5 separate regions of the Mus musculus genome follow, and regions 1, 3, 4 and 5 are each linked to region 2. The links are chromatin contacts, called in public ChIA-PET, HiChIP or PLAC-seq and promoter capture Hi-C maps. All regions are on one chromosome and are shown on one strand. Each heading gives the region's core, a stretch centred on a gene start, on an enhancer-like site or on the middle of the called end of the contact. The rest is flanking DNA. Distances are from core to core; before and after follow the strand shown. Region 1 has its middle 34 kb from the start of Slc25a40. Region 2 holds the start of Abcb1b (ATP-binding cassette, sub-family B (MDR/TAP), member 1B). Region 3 holds the start of Dmtf1 (cyclin D binding myb-like transcription factor 1). Region 4 holds the start of Tmem243 (transmembrane protein 243, mitochondrial). Region 5 has its middle 3.8 kb from the start of Gm31449.

Region 1 (2,700 bases), core at 151-2,650, 340 kb before region 2:
ATGAAGATAGTTTCTGTGCCCAGCATTGTGTTACCCGTTGATCCTAAGCTAAGATTGTGTGGTTTTTCTTCAAGTGGAGTCTCAACTGGGATCCAGAGAAAAGTACGACGACAGGGCACCCCAGCCAGCAACGGGAATTGGGAAGTGTGGGCCATGGGTGGCAACATCCCACCATGGGAACTTAGCATCCTAGTGGGAGAACTCTGGCTGGCCTGGCCTGGCCTCCTGTGCCTTGCCAGTGATAGTGTGGATTACCATTTAACATTTCACACAATACTTCTTCCTGTATTCCTGGTGCCTTCTTCCTGCTCTCTCCTTGTGGTCTCTCTAAGCCCACCTGTGTCTCTTCTGCCCAGCTATTGGCTGTTGGCATCTTTATTCTCCAATCAGAATTACTTTGGGGCCTTCACTTAGCATTACAGTTGACAGGAAGAGAGAAACCACAAAAGTGATTTCCTTTCCTTTTTTTTTTTTTAATTAAAATATGTTGTGCTTGCTTAGAAGTACCACTGGCTTTCATATACAATCACTATAAAATGCTATGAAATACATACATGAAAGTTCATTATTAAACTTAACCTTTCCCTTAAGTTGTTATATTTCTTTTTTATTGTTAGAAAAGAGCAGGGAACAGAGCATAGAAACATATTTGAAATAGTATTATTGTTAATATGGGAAAAGGTCCCCTATTCTTGCCAAAAAAAAGTGATTAGGACAAAAATAAGTTAACTACATTTTTGTTAGTGACACATTGCAAGCCATGCAGCTGGATAAGAAGTGTAAATTGGGACTGGAAATCTGGCTCAGCTTACAAGCATTGACTGCTCTTCCAGAGAACCTGAGTTCCTTTCCCAGCAACCACATGGTACTTCACAACTATCTGTAGCTTCAGTTCCAGTGGGCTTCCACAGGCACTACATACACGTAGTATATATACATACGTGTCTATATACATAAGAGTGTAGGCAAAACACCCATACACAAGAAATTGTTTTAAAAAATGACATTTTCCCTACTTTTAACTCATTAGCATTAATATTTGGAAAATAACTTTGTTTTATAGTAGTATTTGAATACATTTAGTTTCTGAAATAAATATTACTCTTTAAATTTTCTCCAAAACTTTTCTCTTCTAAATTAATGTAACCATTGTTGGCTTGAATGGCTATCCTCAGATATCACATTATAGTAACAAACTAAGCTTTTGACCCTGTATGCTTGTTAGGTTTTTGGTGCATTCACGTGGGATTTGCAGAGTGTATATGCACGTTCTTTGTCATGTGGTTGGTTGTTGCCTGAATGTGAGACGTTCCTCATACGTGCCTATGTTTAAACACTCAGTCCACAGTTGGTAGCCTTGTTTTAGAAGTTGTGGGTTCTTTAGTAGCTAGAGCCTTGATGGAGACAGTGAGTCACTGTGGGTGGGGCTTCAGGTTGGCACTCTTTCTCTAGGTTGGCAGTGCAGTGTAACCAGCCTGCTTCACACTCTTGCTGCCACCACGATAAGCTACATTCCTGGGGATAAGCCACAATGGACACTTCTCTCAAGTTGCTTCTTTCTAGGGATTTGGGCAAAATGACAATCCTAGTGATGATTATTATAAAGGATACAAACTTAAGGTTTAATGTTAAAGAAAAGTTAAGTTCTCATAATTTATTACTGAAATACTGTTTTTAAAGAAATGTATTAAAACCTTTAACCACATACACATTAACCTAATACATATCTGGCTTTTTACAAAATGGAGTAAAATTCAATTTTCCCCAAAAATGTTCTTGCATATGACACATGATTTTTTTTTCTCTACTTTTCTTGGGCATAAATTTAGGGACACATGAAAATTTTATTCACTGTATTACTTTTACATTTTTCCAAAATTAGAATTAGAATTCTAAAATTCCCATTTTAGAATTAGAGACTGTTGCTTTTATTTGTTAATCTGTCAACATTTATTAAGACATTTTAAATCTGGAAAGATAGCTCAATAGGTAAAGATGTTTGCCACCAAGCATAACAACCTGTGTTCAAGCCCCAGGTTCCACACAGGATAGAATCAGTTCTGACAACTGGGGCAAGTAACCCAACAGTCTGAAAGCCTCCCTGGAGTTCTGTACACAGGGGAACAGAAACCACAGTCCATAGGCCTCCCTGGAGAACATCTGCACACAGGGCAACAAGTTGACTGCTCCTCTGAAAACCAAAGAGTCTAAAGGCCTCACAGGAGATCTACTGCAGCCAGGGCAACGGATACTTAGCTCCTCTACCCCTCTTAAGACCCCACAGTTGGAAGGCCCCACGGAAGGAAGAAATACAGGAAAACACAATCAAACAGATGAAGGAATTGAATAAAGCAGTCAAAACCTAAAAGTGGAAGTGGAAACAATAAAGAAAACACAAATGGAGACAACCCTGGAAATGGGAAACCTAGGAAAGAGGTCAGGAATTACAGAGGTAAGCATCACCAACTTGAGTTGTTCAGTTTCCATGGGTATGTGGGCTTACTGTAGTTTTGGTTCTTACTGAAGACCAGCTTTAATTCGTAATCGTCTGATAGGATGCATGGGATTATTTCAGTCTTCTTGTATTGGTTGAGGCCTGTTTTGTGCCCAATCATATGGTCAGTTTTGGAGAAGGTACCATGAGGTGCTGAGAAGAGGTATATTGTTTTGTTTTAGGGTGAAATGTTCTGTAAATGTCTG
Region 2 (2,700 bases), core at 155-2,654:
CCCTGTTGGTACATCACCGGAACACTGGAAGCTGGGATGGCAGGTGGCTGTACTGTTGACATTGCTGAATTAGGTGAGGGAGCTGCACTCTCTGTCATTCCTAAATCTAAACACTATCTCATAAACCTACCTTATAGCTTTGTTTTCGAGCCTTGCTCCTGTCATTACTGTTGGTAACACAAGTGACAACTCCTTAAAGTGCTATATTTAACAGTTCTGCTGAAGGAGCTCGCTCCCCACAGATTTTAAGGGTGAACTGCAAGTCCCACGCATGTTGAGATGAGAAGGGGTGCCGGGGTTAAAAGGAAGCTGAAGAGCGGAAGAACCTGCAGGCCTGGGAGCTAGTAACAGGGCTCGTAGTCAGACATGAGGTAACCACACTAACAGCCAGGGAAAAGATGGTCTGGGCCCTAGGATGACAAACTGCTCTGTCCTCACCCTGAAGCCCCCGAGGAGCAGGTAAGGCACAGATCTCCTTTCGTGGTGTGTCCTTACCTTAATAAAGCCAATTTTAAAGACCAAGTAAAATCTCCATCTTGTTCAAGAAGGAGACCCCAGCTCACCCCATAGACAATGAGTTAAATAAAAACAAAGGTGGCTACTTCTTGCTATCTGTGGAAACAGACATCTTGGTAGAAGAAACAGGAGTCTCCACCCAGGTGGTCAGTGCTTCAATGTCATTGAGACAAGGAACTCTGTCTATCTCAGGTTGACATTTCTCAGCCACTGAGTTGCCAGCAAGTTAGGTCACAGTCAGTTACAAGTAGACAGAAAAAGACCTGCTACACGCAAATATCTGCATCAGTCAGAATTCCAGAACATCTAAGAACTTGATATGCCCTGGGAAAAAACACAGATATTGATTCCAGAGTTAGAAGTTGAAAATACTATGTACTTTGAAATATCATTTCTACCTTGAAATTGTATAGGACTATCATCCAAGCCAAGACCATATATATATATATATATATATATATATATATATATATATATATATATATTTCACAGAAAAATTTCTACCAGCCTAGAAAGCAATGCTGTCAGAAAAAAAAAAAAAACTTTACAGAATAAGCAAGGTCCCTGGTTGCTTTATTAATTATATTAGATTAGCTATGTCAGGGAAAGTGTCTTTTTAAGTATGACTCATCAGAGAACCAACTGTGTACTATCCAGGTATATACACTTCTGTATGGACACTTACCTGAACACGTAAAGACAAGTCTATGTAAATGTCTGAGGGAACCAGCGCCCTTCTCAAAAAAATCAGGGTAAGCCTGGAAGTATCTCCTGTTTCGCAACCGCTCCAGCTGCCCATGCCCAATCCCACCCACCAGGCTGATTGGCTGCCGGGCCTTAGGGCGGCCGCTGGCATCTATTTTAATCCGGGGCCCGAGGAAGCCCTCTGGCTCCTTCCCGCAGTGGCTCTTGAAGCCGTAAGAGGCTGAGGCCGCTGCTTCCATCTTCTGAGGTTCCGCTCAACTCAGAGCTACTTCCAAATTCTACATCTTGGCTGACTTTGCGAAGGAAACCCGGAGGTGGCACGTGAGGTAGGCAGTTCTCGGAAGAGTGCGGTGCTCCGGATGCCTGAGTCCGGTCCGGGTGGTAGCGTCCTCTTGAGTCTGTGGGGACCAAGTGGCGACAGCCACAAGTCGCTCCAAGAGCACCCGCAGCAGCAGCCTTCAGGACGGTGTTTTCCGCGCCAGCCCTGTGCTGTGGATCTCGCTGCCCAGCTCGCAGCCGCGGGCTGGTGGAGGAGCGCGCCAGGGCGGAAGGGACCCAGCAGGGCGGGGTGGCGGGACCCAGAGCCGAGCACCCGGTCCACGCGGGTGACACAGCTTCCCGGGATTCCCCGGGGTGAGTTACCCCCAGGCCCGGCCCCAGGAGCATCAGGGCGGGGCTCCTCCTCCTCTCTTGGCTCCGTGGGGCAGTGAGCTCTGCCTAGGTTCTGGTCCCCGCGGCCACGTGTTTGGCTAATGAACTGGTTTCTCCTCAGGTGGTGATGGAGTTTGAAGAGAACCTTAAGGGAAGAGCAGACAAGAACTTCTCGAAGATGGGCAAAAAGAGGTAGCCAAATTATTTCACGTTCGTGCTTGTACATTCTGGCCAATTTGTAGCCTCCGGCACTGTTTTAAATGATTAGTGGGCGTGGGCGTTATTTCAGCCCTTGGAAGGAACTCCTCTGCTTGGAGCAGTCCTTCAGATGTGTGTGACAGATGGATGCTTCTGTGAATTCAGCCTCTACTCACATCTTTTTAGTTTTATGACCTCGGCTTTTTTGAGCGCTGTTGATCGCTCATGCCTTGAGCCTTATGCTGCTTGGGTGCTCACTGTGGCCCATTATCTTCTGATAAACACGTATACAAACACAGAATGTGGCATAACAGGTGAAACAGAACAATACAGTTATATGGTTTAAGGTTGCTTACCTATACTTAAATTAGAAAAATTGAAACTGTAATTGCTAAGAGAAAATAGTTACTCTCAATATATTTTTATCATAGTGGACTGCGTGTCGCCAGTAATTAAAAACTTACCTCAGTGGGTTCATTATATATAGAAAATTGTAAACTAAGATAATAGGAATTAGTAGCTATATTAATAGTATTCGGAAACAAGATTTCAGTATAAAGAGGGAAAGTACAAAGTGAAAGTAAACTTTACATTTAATAATGTGAAATTAGAATAAGAAACATCAGTATG
Region 3 (2,700 bases), core at 87-2,586, 360 kb after region 2:
TTTAAATGTTATAGTAAATTACTCGAATTATTAAGGTAAATTTAAGACTGGCCTAAAGAAATTTGCAGTACCAGAAATAGAAAATCTATAAGGAAAATAGCCTTTGATGTTTGTAAAACTTTCAATATAATCAAAGGTCTTTTCTTTCTTAATTTACAGCCTAAAAGCCACAAAAGTTATTTACAACACGAAAATATAGCTCTAATTAATAAAAGTCAGTACATCTAGCTTAAGACATAACACATCACAAACAGTACTGAAATGCATTTTTCTTTGGAGGTTGTCCCAAAGGAAGTCTAGCTGTCAGAAAGAGGTACAAGGGCTGACAAAAGCAATCACGGGCTATCACTCTTTCTTTAGCTACACCGAAGTCTTTAACTATAAAAACATATGCTGTATCACTGAACAGCACAGGATGGCACTGGACCACTTCTTTCGGAGTAAAACTCGTTAAGGTTGCGGGGAGATTCTCAAAAAAAAAAAAAAAAAAAAAAAAAAAAGTTCTTGCTAGAGGGCCAAAGAGGGTTTTGAAACGCTAAAGGTCTGCTCCGCACGATCCTGACAATTACTAGTTGGCTGGGCCAGGACTCTCCCCGCACCCCAGGCCACGTCCCGCGCGGTCTCTAAAGAGAAAGTCCGACTGGCAACCATGACTTCCTTCGCTGAGTCCAACCGGCGAGGGGCTCACGGGCCAAACGAGCCGAGGAGAAATGGTGGGCTTGGGACGACCCCCGCCCCCACTGCCCTGCCCACCCCACCCACGCAGCCGAGGGGGCTCAGTGCACCCCAGCCAAGCCAGGCTGGCAGCTCCGCCGCCCAGCACGCACACGCCCGCGGGGCCCCCGGCGCCGTCCTCCGCGACTCGGGCCCACCCCCAGGGGTCCCGGCGCCATTTAGTTCCTCCAGCCCGCCGCCATTTTCCGCCCCCACCGGCTCGCCGCTGCGCCCCAGGGATCGCTCGGGAGTTCCAGCCGCCAGCGGCCGCTTGAGCCGGCGACGGAGACCGCGGGCGCGGCGTGCGGGGCCTGCCGCGGCGGCTAAGCGAAGCCCGGACTCCGACCCCGCCCGCGGCACCCAGCCGGCGACAGCCAAGGCCCGCGAAGGGGCCGGCTCGGCCGCACTGGGCGGAGCGGCTGCGGCGGAGGCCCGGACCTGAAGGTTCCATCGCACTTACTTCCTGTTTTGGGTCCGGGCACTTTGGAAGAACCAGGATGGAGGCTCCAAAAAATACCAGGATGGAGGAAGCAGCCGCGGGAGAGAGTGGCTGCAGCTGGGGTGAGCGAGCGCAACCAGCCACCGGAAACGGAGCCGCGAGGCCGCGCCCCGCCCCCGCCCTCCCAGCACCCCCCCTGCGGCCCGCCTCTCCTGGGGGGCGGGCCCGCGCGCCACCCCCGACGTCACTTCCGTCTGCGTCGGCAAGCTGATGGGTTGCTGCGGAATCGAGCGCCATTCTCAGCGAGCGATAGGGTCGGACGGTCGCCGTCGAGCTGTGGCGGGTGATAGACGTAAAGGAGGGTCTTTCCCTTGGCAGGCGTCTGCACCATCTGTCTTTTAGTTTCCGCAATCTCCGAAGCGAAGAGGGAGCGGTGTGTCTCTATAATTCTTGTGAAAGGTGACCTCCGTGAGTGTGACCTCGCTTTTAGGAGACTACAGTTCTTTATGCATTTAAAGTTCAGTGCTGGTAGCTATGCCGAGTGCAGCTCTATTTTCTGGATTCTTAGAGATGAACAAAATAGAAGCCCTGTTCCCATGCCAATCTTTAAGAATCAGGTTCATACATGAATAGATGCATTTTGACCATATTTACTCCTTCCTATCCACTCCAACTCCTCCCCGTGTTTTCCCTGACATGCCCCCGACTCAAATTCATGTCCTATTGTAGGGGTGTATTTCTGGGTACACACATGTAGCCCAGATGTACTTCAGTGTAGGGCTGCGCCCCGCTTGGACGTGGGAAAACAATCTGATCTCTTCAGGAAGGAAGTTGACTCTTCCTCAGCAGTCTTGACTGCTTGTAGCTCCCTAGCCAGAGATGGAACCTTGTTCGCCATCCATGCTGGAATGTGGAGTGGAGTGGTGGTATGCATGGGACCACAGCTGCTGAGTGGTGGGTGTTAAAACAGAAGTCTTCCCATTCCCCTGACTCTTTCAAGTTTTCTGCCCCCCATCTTCAGCAACGCTCCTATACCTTTGGTGTAAGGATTGCATTATAAAAACCCACTTAGGGATAGGCATTCTACAGTCACTTAACTGCACACTGGTCAGATGTGGTTTTCTGCCATAAACACTGCTACAAAAAGTGCAGACTCTATGATGAGAACATCAAAAAAGTTGCCTTTTGCCCCATGCTGGGCACAATTGTTCGAACCTATTAATTTCAGCAGAGAAGAGGTTGAGGCAGAAAGAAGACTGGATTTTGAGGCAGTGTTGGCTACATAGAACACATCTCAACCAAACCAAACCAACCCAAAAGTTCTAAGATACACAATTCTGAGCATTGGGGTTCCTATTGGTGTTGCTTTTATGATTCAGCAGATACACGTTATACTTTGCTTTCCTTTCACTACTAGTGATACACAAAGTCCCATTCCTAATCAAGAAGCTGTTTGCAAATGGTAGATCTGGGGAAAGGGAAAATCATTTTTTCCCCCCAGGGGAGTGAAATTAGATGTATCAGGCATACTCTTAAATCAAGCAAGG
Region 4 (2,725 bases), core at 167-2,666, 300 kb after region 2:
TTTCTGCCCGGCCTGTGACCTAAATATGAATATTCTAAATGCTTCCTCCCCACCCAGTCACCACAGCAGCAGAGCACAGAGGTGAATATAATTTCCAAATATGTATGTTACCTATTTTACTATAAAACGTTGCCTATATGTTCTCTTGTTTCTCAAATAACTATACTTTAAAAAATATACTTGTATTTAAAGTCTTTATTTTTTCCCAGAATAATATTTCCAGAACTTTAACCTTTCAGAATTTTAGACTTTATGGATTTTGATTTGACTGTATATCAAATTTGGTATTATGGCATCTTTTGGGGTTGTTGACCAAGGCCCATAATTACTGTGTTATTTTGGTGGATAGTTGCTTAGCACACAGCAGATTCTCAAAGTATTGTTAGTTTTTATTTTATTATTTTGAGACAGGGTCTTGCTACTTAGTCTAGACTGTCCCTAATATTCAAAGGATTACAGCCTAGAGCCTCAAAAATATTTTTTGTTGAATGAAACTGAATATAAGTAAGTGAATTAATTTGTAGGACCTTTTAATATGAATCTTTAAATAGAACTTTTAATAGAAGTGGGTGCTGGATTATGTAGTATTGCTGTTGTTAAGGTAAAGTCGCGAGTAAACAGCTAATTTGTAAAACACGTGTAATGATTGGGCAATGGGGATATGTATAATACTTACGTGTACTCAGGGCTGGAAGTTCGTTGTGGTTGTTATTCCATCCCTTGTTCTAAACTGTTGCGTGGCACTGGAACCCATGTCTAGATTCTAAGCGTTCGTGGAGGTATCGCTTCAGCTTAGAGTCTCCTGCACACTAACACTTTCCGAACTTTCTTGAATCTAGCTAGGTATTAGTGTCAGCCCAATCCTATTAGTGTAGTTGTTTGGTTTTTAGCTTTTAGGAAGAACTTCAAATGTAGAGCGACGGTACTTGTGCAGCTTGTCCATTCCATTCAGCTCTCTAAGCCCCAAGACTCCAAAAAGGCCCAAGATGCGAAGCTCTGGCCTGTGGCAGCACCCCCACTGGACCAGGCAACGAAATACCTAACTGTTTATGTAAACTAGGACCTCTTATTCTGTGTGTAATACAGAATAAAACACGCATACACGATTGCCTCCGATACTGTAAAGTGTCCACATCCAAATCCTGGAGTGGTCGAAGCAGGTTGTCGGGTTTTAAGACGCCAAATTCGAGTCGGTCTTCAGAACCCTGCTTTAGCCACTACGTGCACCGCGCAGCCGCCAATTGCCAAGAGGCGGAGAAACGCTTGGCAGCGGGGACCCGCGCCTCGGTGGGACGACCCGCACCTCTGTAAATAAAGCTCTGCAGCCCAGGCGGCGCCTCTGCCCGTGGGATTGGCTGCCTGAGTCGTGACGCGATCTGGGCGGGCCCGACCGGTTTGCGACAGTGGCCGCAGGTCCCGGACCGGAGAGCCCGGGGGGACTCGCCGCACGGCGCCGGCGTCCGGCCGGCGTGTGGGGGCCACGGCTCGGGGTCGCGGCCGCTGCCTGGATCCGCCGCGCGCGCGGCGCGGGACGCCGAGGTCTGGCTTGCGGGCGCAGCCGGGGCTGCGGGGAGCACGGGGGACGGGACGCGAGCGGGCGGATGCGGAGCTCTCAGCCGAGCTAGGGTGGTGTGCGGGGCCGCCCGGCCCGCAACTTCACTCCCGCCGCCCCGCCGCGCGGGGGACTCGCGCCAGGCAAACTTTCTCCCGGTGGAGCCCCGGCCGAGATTGGGGGCGGCGGGCGCGGGCGGGGCGGCGGCCAAGCGCTGTTTGTTTCCTTTCACTTCCCGCGGCGGCCGCTGGAGATGAGGACGGCGGGGCTGGGGCGGAGCGGCCAGGGGCCCCCGGGAGTGACAGTCGCCCCGTCGGGATTTCCCGCCCTCCCCACCCCCCCAGGGCCCGGGCCATGCGTGCGCCGTGAGGGGCGGGCGTCCGGACTTCGCGAGCTGATGCGGACTCGCTTTTGAGCGTCCGGGGACGAGCGAAGCAGCCCTAAAATGGAGGACTTTGCTACCAGGACCTACGGGACCAGCGGCCTGGATAACAGACCTCTGTTCGGGGAGACGTCTGCCAAGGTGAGTGCGGGAGTGGGCCCCGGGCCAGAGTGCGAGAATCCCGCCTCCCTCCACCCCGCTGGCTCCTTGCAGCCTGCCTGGAGGGTACTTGGAAGTGGGAAGAACTGTTCTTGCCGTCCCGCCCCTCTCTTGGGATGTTTGCCCTGCACTCTGCACCAAGAGCAGTTTGGAGTGGAGAAAAGTTCAGAAAGTTCTGGGCAGTTTGTGGGAAGCCCTTACGGAGAGTGCGGAAACCCCACCGTGGAGGGAAAGTCCTGCGAAGGTTGCATAAGCGCACTTTCCAGCTCCACACTTCAGGTGTGCGTCCAGGGCTTTAGTGGTTTCAGGAGTGCATCGAGAGCCCAGGGTTGCTTCTGATGATTGCTTACCTAGAGTTCTTAAGAGGATGAGGATGTGAAGCAGCTCCATGAAGGTGGATGTTGGCCACAATCCCAGGAGGTGATCAAACAAAGGGTCCCAGCTCTCAAATAGGCAGAGGCACTAACCGTTTTCTAGAAGCTTGACTAGATAGAGCCTCTGGCCTGCAGTCAACAAAAGTCTTTCTCTGTACTTAGCGTTAACTTTCTGAAACTTGCTCCCCACCCCCAGCCCCCTTGCCTTGGGGACAATCAAGAAACTCTGTATTCAGCATAAAACTTTCTCAGAAGTCA
Region 5 (2,700 bases), core at 14-2,513, 270 kb after region 2:
TTTAGCATTTACATTTTAGATTTGACATTTTGAATGATATATCAGTTTCTTCTACCATATATTCTATGTCTGAGATTCTCTTTTCCATCTCTTGTATTCTGTTGGTGATGCTTGTGTCTGTAGTTACTGCTCACTTACCTAAATTTTTTATCTCCAGGATTCACTCAGTTTGAGATGCCTGAATTACATCTCACTTCTCAAAAGAGACTCCATGGTGAGCAAGACAGGTACATCTCAATTTGTGGTCTTAGCTAATGTGAGAACACGGAGGTGGCAAGACAGGCAGAGGCAAGAACACAGGGGCTCTCTCAGGGGCACTTTCTGTGAAGGGCCAGCAGCCTTTGAGTTTTTGACAAGGCTAGCCACAGTGCAGAAAATTAACAACACTTCTCCTTTCAAATGAGGGTGCTTTGCTCAGTTCCTGCTCCGTATGGAACAAGCTGCCCTCTGGCACGGCCCACCTTGTGGTTGCTGGGAGCTTAGTAATCATGTCTGCCAAATTCTGGCAATTGTCCTGGTAGTTGCTGAGCTTGTGAGTCATTCCTTTTCCTCATGCTGACTCAGTGGCCAAAGCATGAGCAGTTGGGCACTTCTGCAGGATAGAACAAAACAAGGTTCAGATTTCACATCAAACCTAAACAGATAGGCTAAAGGCTGGATGTGGAAAGCAAAACTGAAAGACAGAGCAAAGTGTAACAGGGCTTCTGGGATCTTGAACCAAAAATGCTTTTTAAAAATAAAGCACATGAAGTGTAAACACTGAGGAAAAGATTAATAGATTGTGTCAAAATTAAAACTCCTGTGTATCAAAAGATGTAGGGGGCACAGAGGTCCTTGCATTCACAGAGAAGCAGTAAGAGAGCAGTTAATCACACAGGGGTTTCTCCTCAATGGAGGAGACAAAATCAAATACCTGCATTCCATCCAGAAAGCTGAGAATGGATTTTCTTAATGATCTGTTGATCTTTTTGCTATCTGTGGACACAGACCTCACCCAGTTTTTGCTACAGAGGCAGACCTCACTCAACCCCCCCAGAATGATTATCCCAGACTCTTCCCTCACTAGACCATCATAAGGGGAGATGTCACAAGTATTTTATGGCCTGCTGACCTCTGTGCTATCGGTCAGAGACCACATTAGATTCTAGCTATAGAACCCACCCTCATGGTCACATGTACTCTGTAAAGGAGCTCCTGTGTACTCACACCTTACGATTTATCGTGCCCCTGGAATTGGACTGATTGGACTGATTGTTGCCTGGAAACCTTTTCCCACGTGGTACTGTGTACAATGGACTGCTTGCCATCAGACTCCCTGAAGTCTGATCCAGGTTGACAAAGTCAATGTGCTCCAGGTCTTCATTCTCTCTGCACATTCTTCCCCCTGTCTGACACCTTCAGGGAGCCTCTCAAAAAGAAACCTTCAAAAGCTGAAAATGAAAACAGTTGTTCAGCATGCAGGCGGGCGGGGTTGACAAGTAGGAGACTGATGTGCTGAAAGCTTGCTGATTAAGTGCCATGCAGTCAGGAGGGTGTTACTGGAGTAAGCTTTGAGGTTTCAAATGCTCAAGCCAGGCCCAGGCTCTCTCTCCCTTACTGCTGCCTGCAGATTTAGAACCCTCAGTTACTTCTCCAACACCATATCTGCTTGCATGTCACTATTCTTTCCACCATGAAAATAACGGACTAAACCTCTGAAGCAATAATCTGTCCCCTGTTAGATATTTTCCTTTATAAGAGCTGTCATTGCCATAGCAATAAAACGCAGCTAAGACAAACATTCTCATGAGACAAAAGCAGAAAGACCTGGAGCTGTCAGATCTGACTGAAGTAAAGGGAGGTGTGACAGCATTAAAGTCTCATTCTCACACTTAGCAAAAGGTAGGATTCCAGCGAAGAAAAGCCACCTCCAAAGAGCTTCAGCAAGATGTTGTCTAGAAATGGGGCCGTGGTGCAGGGGACAGAGGCTTTGAAGGGCACAGAGAGGCAGATACCATGTAAATAAAGAGATTTGACTGCATATTCATATAGTTTTATAAGTTCAGGAGGCAGAGTCTCTTTTTAAACTGTTTTTTTTTTGTACAGTCAGGATAATTCCAGTGGCCAGGTTTATCACAAAGAATATTTATGTACATTTCTAGAAATTAATGTGGAACAAAATATTTCTACATGGCAGCAATTCAACTTTGTTTTTGAAAAGGTTGATTACAGAAGGTTATGTTATTAGTGCATCAACTGATACATGATATTCAGTGTCTCACAGAATCTATGTGGTGCAATTAACTAGCTTTTTGGGATAGCTTATTTTTCGTTTATTCATCACTGACTCCCAGAGATGCTTAACTGAGGAAGGGTGACTCATTCATGGCGTGAGCAGCCCCATCACATAATATGGGACAGAGACTTAATATAAACAGAAAAGAAGAGAGAAGGCAGATTAGGACCATCTTCATTGATCTCTGCTTCCTGGCTGTGGAGAGGATGTAACCAGCTCGCATGCAGCTCTCTCATGCCCCTGCTGTGAGGCCTTCCCTGCCATGAGGAACCTCAAACTATGAGCCAAACAAAAATAAGCAGATCAACACATCCTTCCTTCCTAAGTTACATATTGCCATGCTTTGGTCACAGCCATAATTTAAAAGTATGTCACCAAAGACTCAAGTAACCACTATTCTATTCCCAGCTTCTACAGTCACTGAC

The links. ChIA-PET counts read pairs in DNA pulled down with a chosen protein or histone mark. HiChIP or PLAC-seq counts read pairs in DNA pulled down with a chosen protein or histone mark. Capture Hi-C pulls out chosen DNA fragments and counts their contacts.
Region 1: a contact with region 2 is called in an RNA polymerase II ChIA-PET map of memory CD8 T cells, with 52 read pairs. The contact joins the enhancer-like site here to the promoter of Abcb1b in region 2. A contact is called at or near these places in 4 of 39 promoter capture datasets (the 3T3-L1 cell line, hippocampal neurons, liver and 1 more) and 4 of 115 datasets of contacts at active chromatin or transcription factors (the 230-238 cell line, effector CD8 T cells, large pre-B cells and 1 more).
Region 3: a promoter capture Hi-C map of liver shows a contact between it and region 2. The contact joins the promoter of Dmtf1 here to the promoter of Abcb1b in region 2. A contact is called at or near these places in 1 of 39 promoter capture datasets (pre-B cells), 4 of 115 datasets of contacts at active chromatin or transcription factors (bone marrow-derived macrophages, memory CD8 T cells, microglia and 1 more) and 1 of 9 other capture datasets (liver).
Region 4: an RNA polymerase II ChIA-PET map of memory CD8 T cells shows a contact between it and region 2, with 44 read pairs. The contact joins the promoter of Tmem243 here to the promoter of Abcb1b in region 2. A contact is called at or near these places in 9 of 39 promoter capture datasets (the 3T3-L1 cell line, the C10 cell line, embryonic stem cells and 5 more), 2 of 484 Hi-C or Micro-C datasets (embryonic stem cells and pro-B cells), 2 of 115 datasets of contacts at active chromatin or transcription factors (effector CD8 T cells and memory CD8 T cells) and 1 of 9 other capture datasets (adipose tissue).
Region 5: a contact with region 2 is called in an H3K27ac HiChIP or PLAC-seq map of microglia, with 7 times the contacts expected there. The contact joins the enhancer-like site here to the promoter of Abcb1b in region 2. A contact is called at or near these places in 1 of 39 promoter capture datasets (pre-B cells), 2 of 484 Hi-C or Micro-C datasets (bone marrow-derived macrophages and muscle stem cells), 3 of 115 datasets of contacts at active chromatin or transcription factors (effector CD8 T cells, memory CD8 T cells and microglia) and 1 of 9 other capture datasets (liver).

The regions. Positions count from the first base shown.
Region 1 is chr5:8,455,356-8,458,055 of GRCm38.p6, forward strand. No RefSeq gene overlaps it. Among named protein-coding and RNA genes, the nearest start is that of Slc25a40, 34 kb to the left of the region's middle. Within about 2 kb of position 1,401, at least 51 of the 459 cell types and tissues checked have an H3K27ac peak or open chromatin away from gene starts, as enhancers often do. A contact at or near this core is called in the 230-238 cell line, effector CD8 T cells and memory CD8 T cells, where this site is marked.
Region 2 is chr5:8,796,743-8,799,442 of GRCm38.p6, forward strand. Abcb1b (ATP-binding cassette, sub-family B (MDR/TAP), member 1B) reads left to right here and starts at 1,405. Exons shown (of 28, transcript NM_011075.2): 1 at 1,405-1,547; 2 at 1,994-2,064. The coding sequence starts at 2,000. It overlaps Gm5106 (predicted gene 5106), which reads right to left and starts at 1,781. Exons shown (of 3, transcript NR_152133.1): 1 at 1,202-1,781.
Region 3 is chr5:9,160,440-9,163,139 of GRCm38.p6, forward strand. It overlaps Dmtf1 (cyclin D binding myb-like transcription factor 1), which reads right to left and starts at 1,337. Exons shown (of 18, transcript NM_011806.3): 1 at 1,175-1,337. It overlaps Gm46901 (predicted gene, 46901), which reads right to left and starts at 471. Exons shown (of 1, transcript NR_166570.1): 1 at 1-471.
Region 4 is chr5:9,099,321-9,102,045 of GRCm38.p6, forward strand. Tmem243 (transmembrane protein 243, mitochondrial) reads left to right here and starts at 1,417. Exons shown (of 5, transcript NM_001081029.1): 1 at 1,417-1,539; 2 at 1,897-2,075. The coding sequence starts at 1,998.
Region 5 is chr5:9,068,563-9,071,262 of GRCm38.p6, forward strand. No RefSeq gene overlaps it. Among named protein-coding and RNA genes, the nearest start is that of Gm31449, 3.8 kb to the right of the region's middle. Within about 2 kb of position 1,264, at least 129 of the 459 cell types and tissues checked have an H3K27ac peak or open chromatin away from gene starts, as enhancers often do. A contact at or near this core is called in bone marrow-derived macrophages, liver, microglia and 1 more, where this site is marked.